3 separate regions of the Mus musculus genome follow, and all the other regions are linked to region 1. The links are chromatin contacts, called in public HiChIP or PLAC-seq maps. All regions are on one chromosome and are shown on one strand. Each heading gives the region's core, a stretch centred on a gene start, on an enhancer-like site or on the middle of the called end of the contact. The rest is flanking DNA. Distances are from core to core; before and after follow the strand shown.

Region 1 (4,322 bases), core at 942-3,441:
TATCAGCTAGCTGAGGACGAAGTCCCTCCGCCGTGCAGAGCAGGGGAGTTTGACCCTGAGCCATGACAGTAGGGGGCTTTTAACAGCTAGCTGAGGAATTGGGAGGAGTTAGGAGGAGAGTTGGGAAGAGTTGAGAGGAGTTGGGAAGAGTTGGGAGGAGTTGGGAAGAGTTGGGAGGAGTTGGGAAGAGTTCTTCTCTTCCGGGTGTCCTTGGTGAAATTTACAAGGCAGGAGTGGGGAGTGAGTTCTTTCTGAATTTTTATCTCTGTGTCCTCAGCACAGGAAGGCAGGTATCTCTGGTTGTAAAGTATAGAAACAAAAAGGCTTTTTGCTGGCTATAGAGAACAAAGAGCTTCTTTTTGGCTGTATTTTTAGAGATCAGGGAAAACAAGCTTGGGGAACGTCCAGGGGCTTTACCTTCCAGGGAGAAATGCTCTAAGTCGGGGTCCCATATATGTAGTTCTCACAAATAAATAAAAGGATAATTAAAGAAGGAGACACAGACCCAGGAGATGTTGATCATGAATAACAGGAGACATGTTCCTTGCCGGCTGCACTTTGATTTAAAGAAGAAAGCAATGCATGCTGGTCTCAGGGAGGGTGGAAGAAGAAACTTCTCCCTACCACACACCAAGGTAATACAGCCTCTCTGTTCAGGTCAGCAAGGAGGTGGCAGACCTGGAGACTGTGGAGGCCAGCCTCAGGATGAAGAGGATGGGCAGACCGGAAGCACTGCTTCTACCAGAGGCGATGCTTTTGTGTGGGACAATGACCTCTCAAGTGGTTAAAAGTGAGCTAAGAACTGAAGAAACCGTTTTAGGTCATCCGTGGTTCTATGGGGAGGGTTAGGTCATCCATGGATCTAATAGGAGGGTGTGTCAAGATCATTGATTCATCCAGATGAGGGTCCTGAGGCCCTGGTCAAGTGTAGGACTAGGGAGGGAGGAATTGCAGAGATCCCACGGGGATAATCTTCTCCAAGGCAGAGCTCAGAAGGGAAGTCGCCAGAGTAGACGGGGCCTGCATGTTTTCTGTTTGCTTTTCATTTCTTTGCTAATGGAAGTAGTCTGACGCGGTGGGGCTCAGAACAGGAAAGGGTGAATTTCAGGACAGACTTGATGAGGAGACAAACAGGGAGGAGATGAAGTGTAAGACAAGCCTCCCTCCTTGGGAGTGGGAATCCCCCTCCTTTCCCATGCAGCGAAGCCTCAGTACCTCCGAAGTGCTTATTCCTATGTGGCTTCAGCCTCACCAGGCAGCATGTCAAATAAGAGATGTGTGGATAGCAGGTGTGACCCAGGACACGGGCCCTGTACCCACTCATCTTACAAACCCACCCAGGTACACAGGATGCATCTTTTCATTTAGAGCTGGTGTGTCAACTTGACACAGAGAGGAGGGCATCTCAGTTTAAAAAAAAAAAATGCCTCTGTAAGACTGGACTGTAGGCAAGCCTGCAGAGCATTTACTTAGAGATGGATGGGGGAAGGCCCAACCCATTGTGAGTGGTACCACTCCTGGGCTGGAGGTCCTGGGTTCTATTGGAAACAGGCTGAACAAGCCACAGGGAGAAACCAGTAAGCACTACCTCTCCATGGTCTCTGCATCAGCTCCTGCCTCCAGGTTCTATCCCTGCTTGAGTTCCTGTCCTGACTTTCTCAACGATGGACCATAATGTGGAAGTGTAAACCAAATAAACCCTTTCCTCCCCAACTTGCTTTTTGGTCATGGCGTTACATCACAACAATAGAAACCTAAGACAGAGGGATTTGGAAAGCCGGATGAAGTCCTGGGTCTGTGGTTCTTCAAATCCTTGCTCATTGTCCCCTGGATCTTGGATAACTAAAAGACACAGATAGGGTCAGGGGTGGGAGGATGGGGGTGGAAACAGAGAAACTGCAAGTCCACGTGTTTCCCTAGAGTCTCTCTTTGTCTTTGGTTGTATTGGAGGAAGTGGAGAACTAGGGTGTAGCCTCTGGCCCTTTACAATAAGTAACAAGGGGGCAGAGTCTGGGCTCCACCTAGCAGAGCTGGATCTACCTGGGGTCCACATCCCCTCCCCCCAGTGCGGGGGGCGGGGGGGCTGAGCTTGTCTTAGACATTCAGTTTTGCCTGTAGCACGGGAGTCCCCATCCCCTCCCTTCCTGCAGCCAAAAGGAGGACCTTGTTTCCCAGCAACCATGGAAACATCTCAGAGAACGGTTATATTGTTTTGAAGTGTTTTGAAATCTTATCAATGGTTTCCAAGGAAACATGAGCTGACGAATAGTGGCCTTGCTAGGTAGGTTCAAGAAGCAGGGGGGTGGAGGAGGGCGGGGTAACAGGCGGAACTCTCTGGACCCAAGGCGGAACTCTCTGGACCCAGGCGTCTGGCTGTTTACAGAACTGGAGAAACATTGTAGCTGGGATGCTTTAACTTTGTTGCTTTCCCCACAGTCACTCTTCGGGGATGTAGCATTATTTGCACCTCAATTAAAGAAATAATACAGTGTTTAAAGATGTAGAACTTGGGTCCAGAGAGATGCTGCTCATCAGCAGTGAAAAGCATGGGCTGCCCTAACAGAAGACCTGAGCTAGGCTTCTGGTGCCTATGTCAGGTGCCTCTGTCATGACTATGTGCAACTCCAGCTCCAGGGAATCCCATGTCCTCCCAGGGCACTAGTATTCCCACACATATACACACAAGCAGACATATATGCAGAAAAATAAAATCTTTTTCTAAATAGTGGGATTTGCATAATGTTAGTTGATCCTGCATGTTATTACATTTAGGGGAAATAGAGGTTAAAGTGGCAACCCAGCTGCCAAACTTTGGTCACAGTAGTTTGTTAATCAAACACAGTTGCAGGATCCTCATGGGACAGTGGCAAACATCCCAGAGAAATAGCACAAGCCTGGAAGTTTCTGCCAGTCACCCTCAATAGGCATGGTTCCTGCAGTCGCCAATTTAAATGCTTGGTAAGTCTGAAGCCCCAACGGAGACTGTCTTTGCCATCCTTTAAATATACACTCTGAGAGGCTAGCATGTTTCAAGCTTGTTCCTGTGTGTGGACCGCAGTGGTGAAGCATTTAAGACATGGGGACTGGTGAAAGGTAATTAGGTCACGGTGTCTCTAACTTTGTGAATGGATTAAGTCTGCCTGTTGGACTAGATTAGTGCTGGAGAAAATGGGTTGATATAATCAAGTTTGGCACCTGCCCGGAATCCTTCTTCCAAATGCATTCCCACAGCCATAAGACCATCTGTCATGAGACCATCTGCCAAGGCTTTGGCGTAGCCAACCAGATGCTGCCACTCTGAAATTTCAGAATGATGGGCCAAATAAATCTCTTTTCCGTTTAAAGTACTTAGCCTCAGGGACTTTGTTATAGCAACAGAAAGCATACTAGGTATATTGTACTTTTCATCACTGAGATAGGATATCAACTTAAGAAACAAGGAGAGAAAGATTTGTTTTGATACATGGTTTCATGGGTTTTGATCCCTGATCTCTTGCTCTGTTGAGAGCACTGAACCCACCATGGTGATGCAGAGCCATGGCCAGGAGCCCATGAGATTGCAAAGCAACTCAGCTCATGGTAGACTAGAGGCAGAGAATGACAGGAAAGGGCCAGGGTAAGGCACACCCCTAACACATATCCCAGTGACCCAGTTGCTCTGGCAAAACCCACTGCCTAGGTTCCATCACTCCATGCAGAGGACCCAAGTTCATATCTCACCATCCATGATCAGGTGGCTCACAACCACCTGTAACTTCAACTCAAGAGCTATATACTGCCACATTCTGGACTCTGAGTGTACCTGCATTAACATCTCCCACCTCCTGTCTGTTTGTCTCTCTGTCTGTCTCTCTCTGTCTGTCTCTGTCTCTCTCTCTGTCTCTCTCTCTCTCTGTCTCTCTCTCTTTCACACACATACACACACACACAATACCTGAGAAACTATACCTGAGGTTGACCTCTGGCTTTTCATATACATGATCTCTCTCCCTGCTTCCTTTTTTACACACACACACACACACACACACACACACACACACACACACACACACACAACCATACATGGCCTCAATAATCCCTCACTTCTCCAAAGCCCTATCATCTGGCAAAAAAGTCCTCGGCCCTGTTGGAGATATCAGTGTCCCTTTTGAATTTTGATTTATGGAACTCACAAGATGTTCCACAGCTGCCTCACCAGACAACACTGTAACTTTCTGCATTCACCCATACCATGTCTCAGGGTTCATCTCCACTCTTGTTTGCTTAGAAAAACAGTGAAGAAAACTCATGGGAGCTGCTAAGAAATGCTGAGTCTTAGCTTG
Region 2 (4,322 bases), core at 1,141-3,640, 650 kb before region 1:
AGGAGTGATGTTGGGTACTCCAGAGACACTTCCATCCAGATCAAGTGGCTGTGAGTGGTGCTCTCAGGAGGACAGGAAGAGGGCTAAGATGAAGATTCAGACATTGTCAAGGAAGCTGAAGCTAAGTGCCATCCTTCGTGTTAATGAGCAGCTGGGCTGAGAGCATCTCCTCAAGGCTACAACTCAATGAAGAGCCACTTAGGGTATTTTGTTGTTGTTTTTCTTATTCAACATTGAATAGTTCTGATATAAAATTTGTAACAATCTGTGCAAATATTCCCTTTTCTCCTTCATTACTTATCTCTCCCTTTCTCTCATCACTTACATGCTTCTGTGGTAGTGAGATAGCCCACAAACTCATTGTCTGCAGGGAACATATTGCCTTATTCATAGCTCCATGAAAGATGAATGTATCCCATAATGCATGATGACTGTGTGTGTTTGTGGGTTTTATGGTCAAAATCCTTGGGTCAATGTTTGTTTGTCCCACTGATGTCTCATAATGACACTTGAAACATAGGTTTACTGTTATATTTTCTTCTGTTTCTATTGTATTTTATTTTCCCCCTTTTCTTCTCAATCTTACAGAGCTTACTAATTTCCAGTGTATGAAAGATAACAGCATTCTGACCATGAAAACTGTAACAAAGTAGTGTGCCTGCACCCGCCTTGCTGGTCTTTCCCCACCTGTTTCTTTTGGCCTGTCCCAACTCCACTCCTCTAGCCTGGCCTGATTCCACCCCTTTGGCCTGTTCTCATTCTGTTTTTCAAACTCAGCTCTAACCATTGTCATACATCACTGATTCCACAAGTGTTTGTATTTTTCGGTCATTTTTGGTTCTAGTTCCCATTTGCAAATACATGCATTCCTCTTCGCATTCCTCCTTTCAGAGACTCTAGTGGTACTTAAAGGTTTACATGAGAATATTTTGTCCCTGCATCCTCTTTGCTGTTCATTCTTCATAGCTGCCTCTTTCCTTCTATCTCTAGTGAGATCCATCCAGGTTCTTTCTCTGGTCTTTGTACAGTCTCAGTCAGATGAGAGTCTGCTTGCTGGGGTGAATGCCCACATGTGCAGTCAAGCCTTTAGCCTTTCTCCACTGCACTTACTAAGTGCTGGCACATTGCTCCCTGTAAACCTGGACCATTTTGCCAACAGATCTGTGTAGCATCCTCACACAGCCTGGGTTCATCAGGTGGCAGAGATCAAACCCTGTACCTGTGTCAGTCCTTTGGGGACTGATGTACACGTACTTTCCCTGCCAATATTGGGATGTTTGTTTGTTTGTTTGTTTATTATATGTAAGTACACTGTAGCTGTCTTCAGACACCCCAGAAGAGGGCATCAGATCTCATAACAGATGGTTGTGAGCCACCATGTGGTTGCTGGGATTTGAACTAAGAACCTTTAGAAGAGCAGTCAGTGCTCTTAACCACTGAGCTATCTCCCCAACCTGGTTTTTAAAGCTCTCTCTTCTCTCTCTCTCTATGTGTGTCTCTCTTCTTCTTCTTCTTCTTCTTCTTCTTCTTCTTCTTCTTCTTCTTCTTCTTCTTCTTCTTCTTCTTCTTCTTCTTCTTCTTCTTCTCCTCCTCCTCCTCCTCCTCCTCCTCCTCCTCCTTCTCCTTCTTCTTCTCTTCTTTCCTTTTCTCTCCCCTCTTCATGACCAATTTTTGAATTCAGTTTTAGTGAATTTTATGTCAAATACTCATCACCATCTTGATCCCTCTTGTGTAACTTTCCAAGACTTCTCTATTACTTTTCTAGTATTTAGCTCTTTGTTCAACAAAATTGTTGTTCTTGTTGTTCATCTAAACTTTGAAAATGTGTTCACTTGTTTGAAAATTGTTTCATGATGTGTCTTTGCTATCAAGTTCTCCCCCCCACCCCCCTGGAATTTTCTTTGGAGTCCTTCTGGTTGAAGACTCTTAGTGGTTAAAAAGAAATATTTTGTTCATAAAAGTTATCTCCAATTGGTCTTTGCTTCGATATGTACTTACTGAGCTGACAACGCCATTCTGGCTTGCTAAGGATATCCCTGTACGTCTTCTGGTTCTAGTCACGCTAATAACAAGGCAGAGGATTTGCCTTTGCATGGAGTCTGGACTCTGCTAACCTGAGCTCTCCCAACTCATCTTGTGTAGCCTTGCTCTCGGTTTTGTTGAAGAGAGAATTTGAGAACATTAAAGAAATAACTGGTCTTTGAGTAGATTTCCTTGAATCTTTAGGGGTTGTTAATGGGTGTTCCAGACTTGACTCGATTAATGAGTGGGGGCCCAAGCAGCACAAAGAAAGAATGACTATTTTGCTAAGAAAGCCACACCTTCAGGATGAGGTTGAGACAAAGAAAAAAAAAATACCGTCTCTGTGGTGAAGCCCCACACACAAAAGCATTCTTTATTCCTGAGGTGAGTCATGGACCAGCAACGTTAGTGGGAGAGCCAAGCTCCAGCGGGAAGTTTAAAGTGTTGACTAAAGAAAGAGAAAGCACTGAACTTCACATTATCTAACTTCTCAAGAGGATCGCAAACATTTATTAGACATCATTTCAATCAAGTAGAGAATGCTGTGCTTGCTTTGTATTTAAATCTAATCATGTGAGCTCTTCAGAAATTAAATAACCTAATGTGATTCCTATTTATACTGACTAGATTGAAAAAAGAAAAAAAGGCCTATTCCTTTTCTATTTGAATAATGGACACCATCTATACCATACCAGACATAGGGAATTTTTTTTAATTTATTTTTTACACTGAATATTCCATTCTTCATCCTCCCCCATCCACCTTCCAACTGCTCCACATCCCACACTTCCTCCACACTCCCCTGTCTCCACATAGATGCCCCCACCCCCACCCCACCTGACCTCTAAACTCCCTGGGACCTCCAGTCTCTTGAAGGTTAGGTACATCATCTCTGAATGAACATAGACCCGGAAGTCCTCTACTTTATGTGTGTTGGGGGCCTTATATCAGTTGGTGTATACTCTCTGTTTGGTGGTCCAGTGTTCAAAAGATCTCAGGGGGTCCAGATTAATTGAGACTACTGGTCTTCCTACAGGACCCGCTTTCTCCTCAGCTTCTTTCAGCCTTCCCTAATTCAACAACAGGGGTCAGCTGCTTCTGTCCATTGGTTGGGTGTAAATATCTGCATATGACTCTTTCAGCTGCTCGTTGGGTCTTTCGGAGGGCAGTCATGAGAGGTCCCTTTTTGTGAGAATACCCTTAATTTTGGGTTTGGAAGGGGGTAGGTGGGTACATCTTTGCTCCTGTGGATGGAGGTATAGGACAATCCCATGTGTCCTTCTTCAGGTGCCACTGACCTTGTTTTGAAGAAACGGTCTCTCACTGGCCTGGAACTCACGTCAGCTAGGATAACTGGCCAATAAGCCCCCAAGGATCTGCCTGTCTCTATGTCCCCCACCTCTGCTATTATAAGCATGCACTAGCATGCTTGACTTAAAAAACAAAAAAACCTTGATTTTGTGTCATTCTTAAAATAAAGGGTGAAGTCCTTACTGAATGAATTGAGGTCTTTCCAAGCTTTGTTTTTTCCTGGCAAAGTGTAATCTGCATCATCTGACTTAGACCTCGGATCTGATCCCAGTTCCCCCATAGACCCTGCAGGGACCTTCCTTCTATGGGACCTGCAGTCTGACAGGTGACGTGGGTTGCTTTAGTCTAAAACTTCTTCTAGCCTTAGAATGACAAGATTTTCATGAAGAATGCCAATGATGATCTTTTTAAAAAAGATTTATTTATTTAATATATGTGAGTACACTGTCGCTGACTTCAGACACACCAGAAGAGGGCATCAGATCCCATTACAGATGGTTGTGAGCCACCATGTGGTTGCTGGGAATTGAACTGAAGACCTCTGCAGAGCAGTCAGTGCTCTTAACTGCTGAGCCATCTCTCCAGCCCCACCAATGATGATTTTCTAAAAGGCATCAAAGGTTGGCCCAAATCTTCCTCCTTGCACCCTGTGAAATTCAGCTTTGAAGAGTGAAGCAAGAAACCTTAAGATGGCATGGGCTACCTTTAAGCAAGACATGCAATTGGGGGTGAAGGCTATTTGTTGACACAGAGAAAAGAGGTGTCTAAAGAAAGGAGAGAGCCCTAGACCCAGTTTGCAGCTATTCAAATTCTTTTGCTCTTAGTGTGTGTATGTATGTCTGTGTCTGTGTACATGTGTGCCCATGATGTGTGTGTGTGTGTGTGTGTGCGTGTGCGTGTGTGTGTGTGTGTGTGTGTGTGTGTGTGTGTGTGTGTGTGTGCACGCGCATGCATGTGGAGCTTATGGAACAACTTAAAAAAAAAGAATT
Region 3 (4,322 bases), core at 525-3,024, 580 kb before region 1:
ATAACGAGATCTGACGCCCTCTTCTAGTGTGTCTGAAGACAGCTACAGTGTACTCACATATAATAAATAAATAAATCTTAAAAAAAAATGGGGCTTAGAACTGAACAAAGATTTCTTACCCGAGGAATACCTAATGGCAGAGAAGCACCTGAAAAAATGTTCAACATCCTTAATCATCAGGGAACTGCAAATCAAAACAACCCTGAGATTCCACCTCACACCAGTCAGAATGGCTAAGATCAAAAATTCAGGTGACAGCAGATGCTGGTGAGGATGTGGAGAAAGAGGAACACTCCTCCATTGTTGGTGGGATTGCAAGCTTGTACAACCACTCTGGAAATCAGTCTGGCGGTTCCTCAGAAAATTGGACATAGTACTACCGGAAGATCCAGCAATACCTCTTCTGGGCATATATCCAGAAGATGCCCCAACCAGTAAGAAGGACACATGCTCCACTATGTTCATAGCAGCCTTATTTATAATAGCCAGAAGCTGGAAAGAACCCAGATGCCCCTCAACAGAAGAATGGATACAGAAAATGTGGTACATTTACACAATGGAGTACTACTCAGCTATTAAAAAGAATGAATTTATGAAATTCCTAGCCAAATGGATGGACCTGGAGGGCATCATCCTGAGTGAGGTAACCCAATCACAAAGGAACTCTCACAATATGTACTCACTGATAAGTGGATATTAGCCCAGAAACTTAGGATACCCAAGATATAAGATATAATTTGCTAAAAACATTAAAATCAAGAGAACGAAGACCAAAGTGTGGACACTTTGCCCCTTCTTAGAATAGGAAATAAAACACCCATGGAAGGAGTTACAGAGACAAAATTTGGAAGTGTGACGAAAGGATGGACCATCTAGTGATTGCCATATCCAGAGATCCATCCCATGATCAGCTTCCAAACGCTGACACCATTGCATACACTAGCAAGATTTTGCTGAAAGGACCCAGATATAGCTGTCTCTTGTGAGACTATGCCAGGGCCTATCAAACACAGAAGTGGATGCTCACAGTCAGCTATTGAATGGACCACAGGGCCCCCAATGGAGGAACTAGAGAAAGCACCCAAGGAACTAAAGGGAACTGCAACCCTATAGGTGGAACAACAATATGAACTAAGCAGTACCCCGGAGCTCTTGTCTCTAGCTGCATATGTATCAAAAGATGGCCTAGTCGGCCATCACTGCAAAGAGAGGCCCATTGGACTTGCAAACTTTATATGCCCCAGTACAGGGGAACGCCAGGGCCAAAAAGGGGGAGTGGGTGGGTAGGGGAGTGGGGGTGGGTGGGTATGGGGGACTTTTGGTATAGCATTGGAAATGTAAATGAGCTAAATACCTAATAAAAAATGGAAAAAAAAATGCTTTGTGCCAATGATCTTAAATATAATGATGTCATCTTTAGTTGCCCAAGAGAAACAGGGCAGTTTCTAGGACTTTGTTGGGTCCTGGGACGGTCCCAGGATCCCAGGAAGTGACTTAAAAAGCCATAGTTTAGCTATGGGTCTTTGATATCCCATGAATACAGTCTGTCCCCTGTGTAGCTCAGTTTCCAGTTTCTAACACAAGAGTTGGGATATAATTATGAAACAGAAACCTGGGCCAGTGGATCCTAGCAGAGTGAGCTCATCTTTAGAGTCAGGCTGACCTATGTCTAGGAATTAAATGATGGCCTCACCACCATGTGACATTCTCAGATAAGGACTCAGCCTTGTGAGTTTGTGACTCCTGCTATCTTCTACACTGTCAGTGGAAGCTTGCAATGCCTTAGTCATGGTTGTATACAGTAAGTCATCTGGCCTGGGGCTGGCTACCCCCTGCCTCACATGGTTGCCTGGCTCTGATGGGATGCTGTACTGCTTTTGTTCATGCCCATCCTGTACTTCAACAGCATGAGCCCTGTTAAGGAATTTAGCCTTCGTCAACTAAACGAAGACTGTGAACTTCCTGTTGTTTTTTTAAGCACATGTGTCCAGCCATCAATTTAGCAGAACTTGCCTGCTACGAGCCAGGTAAGAGAAACCTCAGCCAGTGAGCTGCGAGGCAAGCAAGCATGTGATTAGACTTCAGCACTCTGAAGTTCTGTGGGCAATGACTCAAGATAGGAAACTTGGATGGAGATGGTCCAACTGAGGATGGGGGAATAAGGGAGGAGATGATAAATGCTCCATGGGAAAATTGTCGCTGTGACTGCAGTCGGTTGACATTTGGGGGTACTTTGGTTGCTTAAGAGGTTTCCTTTTATAGGAAGAGGTGACTCAGGGAGTCACTCAGAGGTGGCTCCTGGTGAAAAATAAGGTGCTGATTCAGCTGGCAAGGTCAGAGAGGAGCCATTTCTATGCCTCTTTTCCTCTCTTCCTGGGCATTGGCTTGTCTGTTCCTTTGAGAAGGCAAGACCTCAGCCACCCAATCTACCCAGGCAAATGCTGACAAGGGCTGTGTGTGCATGTCTGTTCTGAGGTCTGGCATCAGAAGTCACATGGCTGCATGTCTGTGGTGGTTTGAATATGCTTGGCCCAGTGAGTATACAGGAAGTGGCACTAACAGGGGGCATGGCCTTGTTGGAGAAAGTATGTCACTGTGTAGGTGAACTTTGAGGGATCCTAGCACTCAGGCTCTGCTCAATGGGGAAGAGACCCTCCTGCTGACTGCCTGCACAAGCCAGTCTCCTCCTGACAGCATTTGGATCAAGATGTAGAACTCTCAGCTCCTCTCCAGCACCATGACTGCCTGCTGGCTGCCGTGCATCCTGCCATGATGATAATGGACTAACTTCTGAAACTGTAAGCCAGCCCCAATTGAATGTCCTTTATTAGAGTTGCCTTGGTCATTGTTATGGTTTGAATATGCTCGGCCCAGGGAGTAGCACTATTAGAAGGTGTGACCCTGTTAGAGTAGGTGTGTCACTGTGAGTGTGGGCTTTAAAACCCTCATCCTAGCTACCTGAAGGCAAGTATTCTGCTAGCAGCCTTCAGGTAAAGATGTAGAACTCTCAGCTCTGCCTGCACCATGCCTGCCTGGATGCTGCCATGCTCCCACCTTGATAATGGACTGAACCTCCGAATCTGTAGGCCAGCCTCAATTCAGTGTTGTTCTTAAAAGACTTGGCTTGTTCACGGTGTCTGTTTACAGCAGTAAAACCCTAATTAAGACAGTCATGGTGTCTCTTCACTGCAGGAAAACCCCAACCAAGCCAATGTCCAAGCCCTGTTCCTGCTGTTTGTTTTCTAGCTCCAGAACTTGCATTAGCTCTAACTCCACTTCTTGCTGGTTTATTTCAGCTGTTCCAAACCCAGGATATGATCTACTGCTCTGCTCCTTCCCTGATACACACCGCGATCAATACTGGGATTCCCCTTCCTGTGGCTGCTTAGATAGACGGTCTCCTGTGCCAATCACAGCCCTGTGATCTGTTCAAGGTGTGCCTCCGAGAATCAAAGTCATCGCACAGAATCTACACAAGCACCTCGTGACCAGTGTGCACACGGGGGGGGGGGGGGGGGGGGGCACACTCCCAAAAGAATCTGCTGCCTTGTTTTTGAAATTCTTAACGATTTCTTTAAGAAGGGGGTCCCATGTTTCCCTTTCTACTCTAGGCCCTGTAAGTTGTCTGGCTGGTTCCAGAATTAAAAGCAAGGTCAGAACTCATGCTCTTTTGCTGTGCTGTGCCTGTCCCACTTCCCAGTCTGATGGCTGAGGGCAAGGGAAACCCAACCCCGCAAGTTGTCAGGGCTATAAGCATCCAAGCTGTAGCCAGAGCTTCAGCAGCTTTTCCAGCCCAAAAGGCCTGATGAATAAGATCTCAGACGTCCTGGCTGCCTACCATATGTCTCACCTACTCCTGAGAGTGTTTTCTCTAGTAAAGATCTATTCCTGGGGCACTGAATGCTTCTCCTACCTGGATGCAAGCTGCTTGTAGCTGAGTCACTCAAAGGTCACAGAGCCTGGATGGGAGAAAAGGTTAGGAGAGCAGGAAGTGTTAGGAAAGAGATGCCGGGCAACAAGCTCAGGAGGCATCTGTGAGCCAAAACAGGAGCCAAAGGCCTCCTCAGCTGCACCCACAGCCCTCCTCCGGAGACGACAGCGTGTGGTTTGGTTTTTGTTTTGCTGTTTGTTTGTTTGTTTTTAAAGACAGACTTTCTCCATGTAGCCTTGGCTGTCCTGGAACTCAATCTGTAGACCAGGCTGCCCTTGAACCTGAAGAGCCACCTCCCTCCCCAATGCTGGGATTAAAGGCGTGTACCACCAGGCCAGCATGTGCATCTTAAGGACACAGGAATGAAGGGAAGTTCGTCTCTGTTAATCCC

Evidence for each region. HiChIP or PLAC-seq counts read pairs in DNA pulled down with a chosen protein or histone mark.
Region 2: an H3K27ac HiChIP or PLAC-seq map of trophoblast stem cells shows a contact between it and region 1, with 4 times the contacts expected there. The contact joins two enhancer-like sites. A contact is called at or near these places in 1 of 484 Hi-C or Micro-C datasets (cortical neurons), 4 of 115 datasets of contacts at active chromatin or transcription factors (differentiating embryonic stem cells, embryonic stem cells, pancreatic cancer cells and 1 more) and 1 of 9 other capture datasets (embryonic stem cells).
Region 3: a contact with region 1 is called in an H3K27ac HiChIP or PLAC-seq map of trophoblast stem cells, with 6 times the contacts expected there. The contact joins two enhancer-like sites. A contact is called at or near these places in 6 of 115 datasets of contacts at active chromatin or transcription factors (embryonic stem cells, extraembryonic endoderm stem cells and trophoblast stem cells) and 1 of 9 other capture datasets (embryonic stem cells).

What each region holds. Positions count from the first base shown.
Region 1 is chr1:89,181,465-89,185,786 of GRCm38.p6, forward strand. No RefSeq gene overlaps it. Among named protein-coding and RNA genes, the nearest start is that of Gm34331, 80 kb to the left of the region's middle. Within about 2 kb of position 2,192, at least 115 of the 459 cell types and tissues checked have an H3K27ac peak or open chromatin away from gene starts, as enhancers often do. A contact at or near this core is called in pancreatic cancer cells and trophoblast stem cells, where this site is marked.
Region 2 is chr1:88,531,896-88,536,217 of GRCm38.p6, forward strand. No RefSeq gene overlaps it. Among named protein-coding and RNA genes, the nearest start is that of Gm19589, 17 kb to the right of the region's middle. Within about 2 kb of position 2,391, at least 47 of the 459 cell types and tissues checked have an H3K27ac peak or open chromatin away from gene starts, as enhancers often do. A contact at or near this core is called in pancreatic cancer cells and trophoblast stem cells, where this site is marked.
Region 3 is chr1:88,598,602-88,602,923 of GRCm38.p6, forward strand. No RefSeq gene overlaps it. Among named protein-coding and RNA genes, the nearest start is that of Gm41912, 31 kb to the left of the region's middle. Within about 2 kb of position 1,775, at least 9 of the 459 cell types and tissues checked have an H3K27ac peak or open chromatin away from gene starts, as enhancers often do. A contact at or near this core is called in trophoblast stem cells, where this site is marked.